2 separate regions of the Mus musculus genome follow, and region 2 is linked to region 1. The links are chromatin contacts, called in public HiChIP or PLAC-seq maps. All regions are on one chromosome and are shown on one strand. Each heading gives the region's core, a stretch centred on a gene start, on an enhancer-like site or on the middle of the called end of the contact. The rest is flanking DNA. Distances are from core to core; before and after follow the strand shown.

Evidence for each region. HiChIP or PLAC-seq counts read pairs in DNA pulled down with a chosen protein or histone mark.
Region 2: a contact with region 1 is called in a BATF HiChIP or PLAC-seq map of CD8 T cells, with 6 read pairs. The contact joins two enhancer-like sites. A contact is called at or near these places in 1 of 15 datasets of contacts at CTCF or cohesin (the NIH/3T3 cell line), 5 of 484 Hi-C or Micro-C datasets (bone marrow-derived macrophages, muscle stem cells, myocytes and 2 more), 5 of 115 datasets of contacts at active chromatin or transcription factors (CD8 T cells, effector CD8 T cells, embryonic stem cells and 2 more) and 2 of 9 other capture datasets (bone marrow-derived macrophages and embryonic stem cells).

Annotation. Positions count from the first base shown.
Region 1 is chr14:74,829,514-74,834,297 of GRCm38.p6, reverse strand. The region is part of intron 3 of Lrch1 (leucine-rich repeats and calponin homology (CH) domain containing 1); the gene reads left to right. Among named protein-coding and RNA genes, the nearest start is that of Gm52135, 13 kb to the right of the region's middle. Within about 2 kb of position 3,522, at least 14 of the 459 cell types and tissues checked have an H3K27ac peak or open chromatin away from gene starts, as enhancers often do. A contact at or near this core is called in CD8 T cells, where this site is marked.
Region 2 is chr14:74,917,049-74,921,688 of GRCm38.p6, reverse strand. The region is part of intron 1 of Lrch1 (leucine-rich repeats and calponin homology (CH) domain containing 1); the gene reads left to right. Among named protein-coding and RNA genes, the nearest start is that of Gm10847, 2.8 kb to the left of the region's middle. Within about 2 kb of position 3,013, at least 56 of the 459 cell types and tissues checked have an H3K27ac peak or open chromatin away from gene starts, as enhancers often do. A contact at or near this core is called in CD8 T cells, where this site is marked.

The sequences.
Region 1 (4,784 bases), core at 2,273-4,772:
GTAAAAAAAACCAAGTCATCAAGTCACCAAAAGTCACCAAGACCGATGACTTGAGTTCAGTCCCTTGGACCCACACAGTAGAAGGAGAGAACTGAGTCCCACAGTTGTCCTCTGACCTCCACATGTGGTCTGTGGTGTGCGCACACACTAAAAAAAAATTAAAAACAAACAAACAAACAAACATGCATGACATTTATTTGTGAAGCAGGCAAAATATACTAATGACGTTACTTAAACATGGAGAAGTGATATGGCCAGCCTTGATTCAAGGTCAAAGACTAAAAAAAGATTATTTTCCATCCATCCTCATTTATCTTTGATTTAGTTTTATTTATTTATTTTTTTGATTAAAATAGTAGTGTTACTATAGGTAACCGTGTCATGTCAAATTATTTTTAGTTATCAATTGGGGAGAGAGTTCCCTGGAGAGCCAGATATCATTTTTGAGCAGAAGGCTTTTGTTTTTGTAGTTACAGATTACGGATTTGTTTTTTTTTTAAAAAGTAAAGTTGGGCACTCCCCGGAGCATTCAGAAAACTCACCATTTAAGGCTCGAGTGCTGAGGAAATCACTCCGCCCACTGGGCTCTAAGCATTGTTTGTTGGCTGTTTTGGAAAAGCTGTTTCAAACACTTTCACGTCAGAGTGTTCTGAAGAGAATCATACCCACTTTTAAGTGTGTACCAACATCACCCAGAGTTCACGACCACTTTAGAAACAAAGGCCAGACACCTCATCCATCAGAAAGGAAGCAGTTGTTCCTTCTTAGTTTTGTAAGGAAGTCAGGCTGCAGAACATTGTCCTAGCCTTGCCATCACAACACAACTACCTTATCGTCTTAAGACAAACAGTATCTCATGTCAGCCATAGCCCGCACAGGCAGCTCCCTGCACAGCCAATGCCCCACATGGCCATTGCCCCACACCTATGCTCCCATCTCCCTGCACAGCACACTCATTGTCCCACCCAGCTATTGTCCTGCACAGCCATCTGCCTACCTGGTCAACACCCTGGACAACCAACACCTAGCCATTCTTCTTTCCAGCCCCTGTGTATTTTCCATCTGATGCAGGCACTGGTGCAGGGCAACTGATAGGATCTTAACTCTGTATCTGATCCATTTAGAGTCACTACTGATAAATCAGTCTAGAACTTTCAGACCCCCTTGCCCACTCTGAATCATCTCCTAACCATCTCTCGAGGTTTATCTTGCAGCTTAGATATTGTGTGTGTAAGTGCTGCTTCGTGGGAAGAAGAGCGAAGGCTGACATGTACTGAGCATCTGTTTCTAGTAGGCTGTTAACTATTTTATTTACCGGCATCGTTCCATAAAGCCTTAAAATAACCAGGCAAGGCAGGTAGCACGTTGCTATGTTATAGTCTGGAGCCGGTTCCGTAGTTACTTACCTAAGGGGATGGAGCAACGTGGCTGATTAAAGTCAAACACCAGTACTGAGCTCAGCGGTGTGGAAAATGGTGATTTCTTTCTCTGGAATTCCTTATTACAGTTTGCTGTGACTTTCTTATTAAACTTGTGACAAGCCACAACTTGCAGATGAGCCGGAGACCTTCTCCTTGATGGCCCTGGACAAATAGGCATGTCTGAATGTTTCCTTACAGTAGAACCAGGTCAGGTTGCGAGCATCTGTAGCCTTCTGTAGACTAAATCTCACTTAAACTCAACTAAAACCTTTGGAACTTGTTGAACTTGTGTGTGTATGTGTGTTTGCATGTTTATAAATGTATTTGGAGGCCAGAGATAAGTCTTGGGTGTCTTCCTTAATGGGTTCTCCATTTGCATACGTGTCTCTCTGTGTGTTTGTGTATGCACAAGTGTTGGTATGGTAGTGCATTTATGTGTGTACACGTAACATATGTGCCTGTTCCCGTGCATGGGGAAGCCAGAGAAGGATGTTCAGGGTTCTCTGTCACTCTCTGCCATATTCCCAGGAGACATGATCTCTCGGAGAACCTAGACGCTGTATTTCGGCAAGACTGGCAGGACAGCAGGCCCCAGCAGTCCTCTCTTAGCCTTCCACTCACAGTGCAGAGGACGATAGACACACAGCACCACACTTGGCTTTGAGATTCACTCTGGAGATCTGCCTCAGGTCCTCATACTCCTGCTATAAGGACTCCTACTGAGTGAGGCCAGACTCCGGGACTTCTACCTTATTTTTTGAGGTGGGATCTCTCACTGACTGAGCTATTCTAGCTGACCAGCAAGCCCCAGGAATCTTCTAGTTCCCGTCCCTCCTCCCAGGGCTGGGATTACAGGCAGCTGCTTCTGGCCCAGCTTTTTAACACAGTTGCTGGAGATACAAATTCAATGCCTTACAAGGGTTTCACTGGCCGAGCCATCTCTGGAAATGTGCTTCTTTTTCTGTCCGATCCTGCTGACAGATGAGGTGTGTCTGGTGAGAGGTGCTCTATCATGGCCACATGTTACAGTTGACTAGCAGCTGTGAAGACTGGCATGCTAACAGCTCAGTAAAGTCGGGTCCTTTTACAGATGAGACCTTTGCCAAGGACCCAGGAGTTCCACCCTGGTGCTGTGCACTTGAGTGGGTTGCTGGCCTCGCTGGCTTTGCTTGCTTTCTCTCATGTCCTCCCTGGCTGAGCATCCCCATCTGCCATGCAGAAGAACAGAGGGCCTGACTTAGGAGCCTGCCTTCACAGCAGAAGGCCCACCAGGCTGGATCCAGTCATGCTGGTAGAAGGTCTAACCCTAGGCCCTAACCAGACACACAGGGTTTTTATTTACCTTTCAACCACTGTTTGGCTGTGTGGGGCATTTGAGCTAAGAGCCAGATGACAAGCTTCTGACGAGAGTCCTCCCTATCATGATTTTATACCTAGTGTCTCTGTGGTAGGTGTGGGAGTGTGTGCCAGCGCGTCTGCTGTAATCATTTGTCCATTAGTGGTCTCTGGTAATGCCTTTGACCTTTCTGGTTTCTGTGGAAACCCGGGAGTTACTCAGAGCCTCTCTGTGGCTTCCATTTCTGCCTTTAGCAGCAAGAACAGGGAGTGGAGCCTGTGTTTGTGGGATGTGGAGAGGTCTGAGGCCTAGGTTCACAATGGAGAGGCAAGGGCGTGAGGCGGCCATATGTCACATCAAAGGCTGCTGCTCTGAAGGGGTCAGGCTTATGTTAATATACTTTTATTTTTTTTTTCCTTTTTCCAAGTTCTGACTGTAGGTATTGAGGGTTGTTTGATTACCAAGAAATGAAAATTGACATTATTGAGTACCACTTAATAGTTTCATTTACTTCTTGGGTAGTCAGTGGATTTTCCTGATATAGAAATTAGAAATTAGAAATATTTCATACTCTATTTATTTATTAATTTATTTATATATGTGTACTGTATTTATTCATATATATATATATGTGTGTGTGTGTGTGTGTGTGTGTGTGTGTGTGTGTGCTTTATTGAGTGAGTGAGTGAGTGCAGGTTAGGAAACTTTGATGAGCCCCCTCCTTTGCGGGAGTGAGGCCCCTCCTCCCACCTTGTGGCTTCCTGGAGTCAGGGGTTGAGACTTTGGTCAGGTGCTCACTCTGATGCTCATCCCTCCTGTTTCTGTGAGCACAGAGAGAGTAAGGCACTTGCCTCAAGTTGTATAGGGAGACATGCAAAAGGCACCTCTACAGAGGGGTCTGGTTCCACGCTGGTTGGACACTGTTGATAATTTGCTTTTGCACCCATTACCGAAAGACCTAATTTTCTTATAGACATTCTTTTGCTGGTATTATACCACTCAGTCCACCCCTGAGTGTGATTTAAGTCATTGTTAGGATCTAAACAATAGGGTTTGGGTGAGTGAGCCCATAAAAAGCTTATATTTGAGTATTTAAATTGTTATAATTAGATTCCCTTTTTCTTTTAGGAAGAATTCAGTCAGTAAATATTTGTAACAGTTTCTCATGATTCTTGTGTTGGATAGTTGTGATGTTATAATGTTGAGTGCACAGTGATTCAATGTAGCTTAAGTGAGTTATTCTCAAAGACATAGAAGGTTGGGACTAACAGAAAATTCAGAAGGAATTAATTTGAATATTCTAGTAAGTAAATTGATGTGGAATTTGCAATCTGATACTCGACACTGATTGTAGACATGTAAGACATTGATTGCTCTTTGCTTTAAAATTTATTTTTCTAATTAGTATCTTTTCAGAATAATCTTTAAAAAGCCCTATGACTTATTTAGACGAATTTTGTACAGAAATGTTCTAGAGAATGAGACCATTCTAGAAACATTGCTTGTGCATTTTCAAGATAGAAACCTCCCCAGACATGGAGATAATTATTGCTTTTTCACACTACTCCTTCCGCTAATTAGACATAAGTACCCGTGGGGTTTCTTTTTATGATGAAACGCATAACCTCTTTAAGACTTGGTTAGGTTCAGAGGCTCCTGGGAAATAGGATTTGCCCTGTTTTTACCATATTAAATATACAATGCTGTATAGCCTGTCTCTCCTTTATGTAATAGATTTGCTTGGGAAATCTATTCCTATTATGTTATGCATATTATATTGGGAGGGCACATAACTGACCCTCGTCAGATACTCTTCAAAATCCGAGCAGGCCTGTGTATTTGTGTTTGTCCATAGGTGTCCTGTTTCTTAGATGGAGAACTTGGGTGCCTATCAGACGCAGCGCTGTCTTATGTGTAGTAAGTACATGCTGAGGTTACCGCATGTGCTTAAACACAGCCTGCAGGGGTTGGTTGGTTGGTTACGGCCATGGTGTTGGGGGTTTGTGCCAGGAAGAATCATCTAGGCT
Region 2 (4,640 bases), core at 1,764-4,263, 88 kb before region 1:
CAGCAGGCTGTTAATGTTCTCCCACAGTGTCTGATTACAGCACCTGTTTGGGGGACATGCAGACCACAGCGTAGCTCTGCCAGCAATTATCTGTCTATTTTTATAGCTCACCAGGGCAGTATTGGTCACTAAAAAAGTGGGCCATCTGAGAACTGCACGAGCAAGATATCAGTTCACTGAGGCTGAGGCAGGAGGATTGAGAGTTCAAGGTCAGCGTCGGTTACAAAGGGAGGTCTGTCTACCTATCTCTCTCTTTCTGTCTCTCTCTCTCTCTCACACACACACACACACACACACACACACACTGTATGTTTTTGTCTACACACCCACACACAGCAGGACTGGTAATGTTTCTGTTTATACACCCATACCTACACATGGTGGATTGATATATGTTTTTGTTTACACATACACACAGTGGATTGATACACTACATATTTTGGTCTATATATGCATGATGAACTTATGACTGTATATTTTTGCCTATATATACACTGTGGACTGGACTTATTACTTATTATTATGTTTTAGTCTCTTGAGCTCTTTCTTGGCTTTTTATTTTATTTTATTTTTTTCCCTACAGAGTCTCACCATGTAGCTGGGCTAATCTCAAACTCTCTCGGATCTTCCTGTGACACCCTCCCCAAACCCCTAATGCTGGCTTTTCAGGCTGTGCAGCCAAAACCAAGAGAGTTCTTCCCCCTTAGCACTGTACCCGTTCACTTGGTATTGAGGAATAATGATTTTTCCCTTCGAAAATCCTCATTTGGCTGACTTTAGTGGGGTATAGGGTCAGTAGTTCCTTTCCTGTGGCTTATGGCTGCAGATCTGCTGATGTGAATGATAAAGCGATAACACCATATTCCTATCCACTCATTTCCGGTTTCTTTCCCGAGTTCCTTTGTTGCCACTTTGCTCACACATTTTAGATTTTTGTCTTCCCACACTCTTGTGAGAGGCTGCCAACCTGTGTCCCCACCCAGGTGCAACGCAGATGTCCACGTCGTTGTCTGCTGAAAGGATCCTGTTTCAGAAATGAGTGTTGCGTTCTTCATTGGGAAGTTTGCAGAGTCAAAGCTGACGGAAGCCCAGGGTCAGAATCTCAGCTCCATGGGGTGAGCTTGGTAGAATTTCAGAGTTCCCTGGGAGGACTTGGCACCCGCCCTTGGGAATGACAGGAGTAGAACCTGTCTCATAGAGATGTGGACGTCTGTATCACATGAGTCGTAGGGCACTTGGCATGAATGCCACTTTGGGTTCCAGCTCATGGCCCTTTGTGGCTATTCTTCCTCTCCCAGACTCACTCCTGTTGCTTCCAGGTTGGGGAGAAAAAGTTGTGTTCAACTCATTTTTATTACTGAGCAACCCCCCCTCACCCCCACCCCCCTCCAATAAGCTTTGTAATACTATTTTCAGTGGACGAGTTCTTAAAACTAATTCTGTCACTTGCCTCGTCTGCGTTGTGGGGGCCAGGTAGGCAGTGAAGCTTGTGTTGCTGATGTTGTGAAGATGTGGGCTCTTTCCCATGGTGATGAAGAGCTGCCTAGCTCTTGTCTGAGTGTGACGGTCCCTCTAAGTCTCTTTGTGCCTTATGTGTAGGGGTGTGAGTGTGCACACACGTGCATGTGTTAGTGCATGTTCTTACAGGCAGATGTGTATAGGTGCCAGAGGTCAGCACTGGATATCTCTTGTCACTCACTGTCTGCCTTGATTTTTGAGGCAGGGTCTCTCACTGGTCCTGGAGCATACTGTACAGGCTAGATTAGCTAGCCCCTCCCCTCCTGCTGGGATTACAAATGCTATGCAAAGCATTTTAATTGCATGATCTGGGGGTTGAACTCCGGGTTTGTGTTTGTAAGGTGCGCTGTTTATTGGAGCTGTCTCAACTTCCCTTGATCTTTCTAAATGTTTCTTAATGAACTTTGGTTTCTTAAGGTTTTGCCCATTTGTAATTGTATAGACTTAATTCTTCTTTATTGCTTGTTTTGGGGGTAAGGGAGTGTGAGACAGGTTTCTCTATGTATGTAGCTCTGGATGCCCTGGAACTCACTACACAGACCAAGCTGCCCATGAACTTGTGGTAGTTTCTTCTGTTTCTACTTCCTTGGGTTGGGGTTACAGATGCGAGCCACCACATCAAGTTGACCCTTAGCTTTCACATGCCAGACTAGTCAAAATCCACAAGGACTGATGAACACTGTTTTATAAAATGCTGCTTGTGAAAAAAACAAACAAACAAAAAAAGGACCTTCTGGAGCTGGACCGTGTGCACAGCATGGATGGCATCTGTGCTGTGGTTGGGAAGGATCACGGCAGTGCAGTTTGGTGTGTTTGCTATAGAAGTTCCTCTCTCAGAGTGCTCCCGTGGGAACCGAGCAAGCAGAGAGCTGGGCATTTTCACGTGTTTCACTACTGAAAAGTAAAGAGGGGAACTCCTAGTGACATGGAGACATAATTCCAGGCGGATTTCTGAGTTCGAGGTCAACCTGGTCTACAGAGTGAGTTCCAGGACAGCCAGGGCTATACAGAAACCCTGTCTTGAAAAACCAAAACAAACAAACAAACAAACAAACCAACGAGACGTAATTCCTTAAGGGAAGCACAGCTTCTCAGATGGTTGGGAACTTTTTCAGCTTAGCACAGGGGCAGGCATCTGTGTGTCACCACTCGGGTGCTTAGAGTTTCTGTGACCTGTCTTAGAACGCTTGGAACCTACCTGTGAGGAGAGGAGCAGCTGACACTCATGCTGCTGTCACACGTGAAGATGCCATGGGTCTTTCCATGGCTGGGACAGAAATGAGCATGACGCAAAATCCTGGCCTTGAATATGCCTCACCTACTGGTGTGTTGTTAATCTGAGTCATTGCTACTTTGGGCTGCAGCTCTATCTCCCGTTCACTTTTAATCATTTTTTTGGTCCTGTCCCTATAGATGTCTGCTTTTAGACCCACCCTGCTGTGTAAAGTCCCAGCTCTAAGCCTTGTGGGCCAGTGTTGTGTGGGAGGATACTGGGGCAGGGGTGGGGGGTGGAGAGGAATCAGCACTTCAGAATTTACTTTCACTTTTTATCTTGAGTTCTACTGCCTTAAAAGCCTCACATTTTTTCTTCATGGGCTTTGGATGTGGACAAGGGATCTATTTCTAGTCAGTCTATTTCTAATGCTATCATAGATGATATTACATAAATGTAGGTAGAAAGAGAGTGAGGAGGAAAGGATAGCAAGCAGAGGACATGTGGCCATTGGCTACAGCCAAGTGACAGTTCTGATGACCACTGTCACCAGGTGGTTTGGGGAGTGCTAGGGTTCTGTGACCTGTCTCAGAACATTTGGAACCTACCTGTGAGGAGTGGAGCAGCCGACCCTCACTCTGCGGTCATGGTCACACGTGAGAATGCCACAGGTCCCCGGAACGTTGTATTTGTTCCTGGGAAAGTGTCACATAACAGGCCATAACTGCCAGTCACTTGTAATTGTCAGCCATTGACATAATTGAATAGCTCATTTAGTGGATCTGTAGAGCTCACTTCTTCATTGAGGACCACGACTGAGCTGTAACTGGCTGTGTTGGGCTTGGGTTGGGGTTCTGGGATGATGGGCTGCATTTTGTTGGCATGGGCAGCTTTTCTGGATCTTTCCAAGCAGAGAAGAATATTAGGCATTTTGGACAGAGATGGCGGTTTCATCCAGGATTTTATGAGAAAGCCTTAGCTTTTGTAGCAAAGTCAGTGATTCCCACCAGGTCTCAGTTTCGTTATGAAAAGGGAACTGGCCATTAAATGGCTACTGCCTCAGACTCAGAGATACTGTGATTTGCTGAAGCTCAAATAGCACCTGACAGATGCGAAGAGGCTCAGTAAGTCTAGGCCTCCTTTTATCTCTCCAAGATTCTTGGTTTGTAATGACCACATTCCAGGGATACTGCTTGTTCAAGGAAATGTCTCCTGTCCCCATTACTCTGATTTCAGAGACTAGAGAGTTGTGGCCCCCAGTGTCACCTCTGTTCCCGACCCTGTGTTTTTTTCTGACCCTGGCCCTGGGGTTTTTCAGAACCCTAGAAAGAGGTGCCAGACCTCTAACTCTTCCTGTGGTCCCAGGCAGGCTGCACTCCAAATACATGCATAACACTGATGCTGATGGAAAGGATGCCAGGTGAACCTTGAGGCTGGAGCTTCGGTGATGATGAGCCAAGGCAGTTTAGACAGCATTTCCGGATGTTTCTGAAAGGTTTGACGTAAGCCACAGGCATTTTTAGAAGTATCAGAGGAGAGGTAATGAAGATGCTAAGGCATACATACATGGTGACTTGCCTGAGCGGATGATGGGTTTAAACTGGCAGATGAATCTCTCAGGACACTCGTGACAAGTATGATTACTTAGGGATTAGAAGGAAAAAAAATATCCAAAGTAGTTTGTTCTCGTGTTATGGTACAGTTTTAGAGATTAAACACCATTTGTTTTCTGGTGAAAAGTTGAAAAATGTGTCTGTCTTATTGTTAAAACGGGGGTGTTATGGACTAGCAATGAGAATCTTAGGATTGTAAATGAGTTCTTTACTCTAGCTAGCTCATGTAAAAGACACAGAGACCTGGTATTTTATTAACAAGCTGTAAGCCTAGATTGGGAAGGCTCTGAGCTATT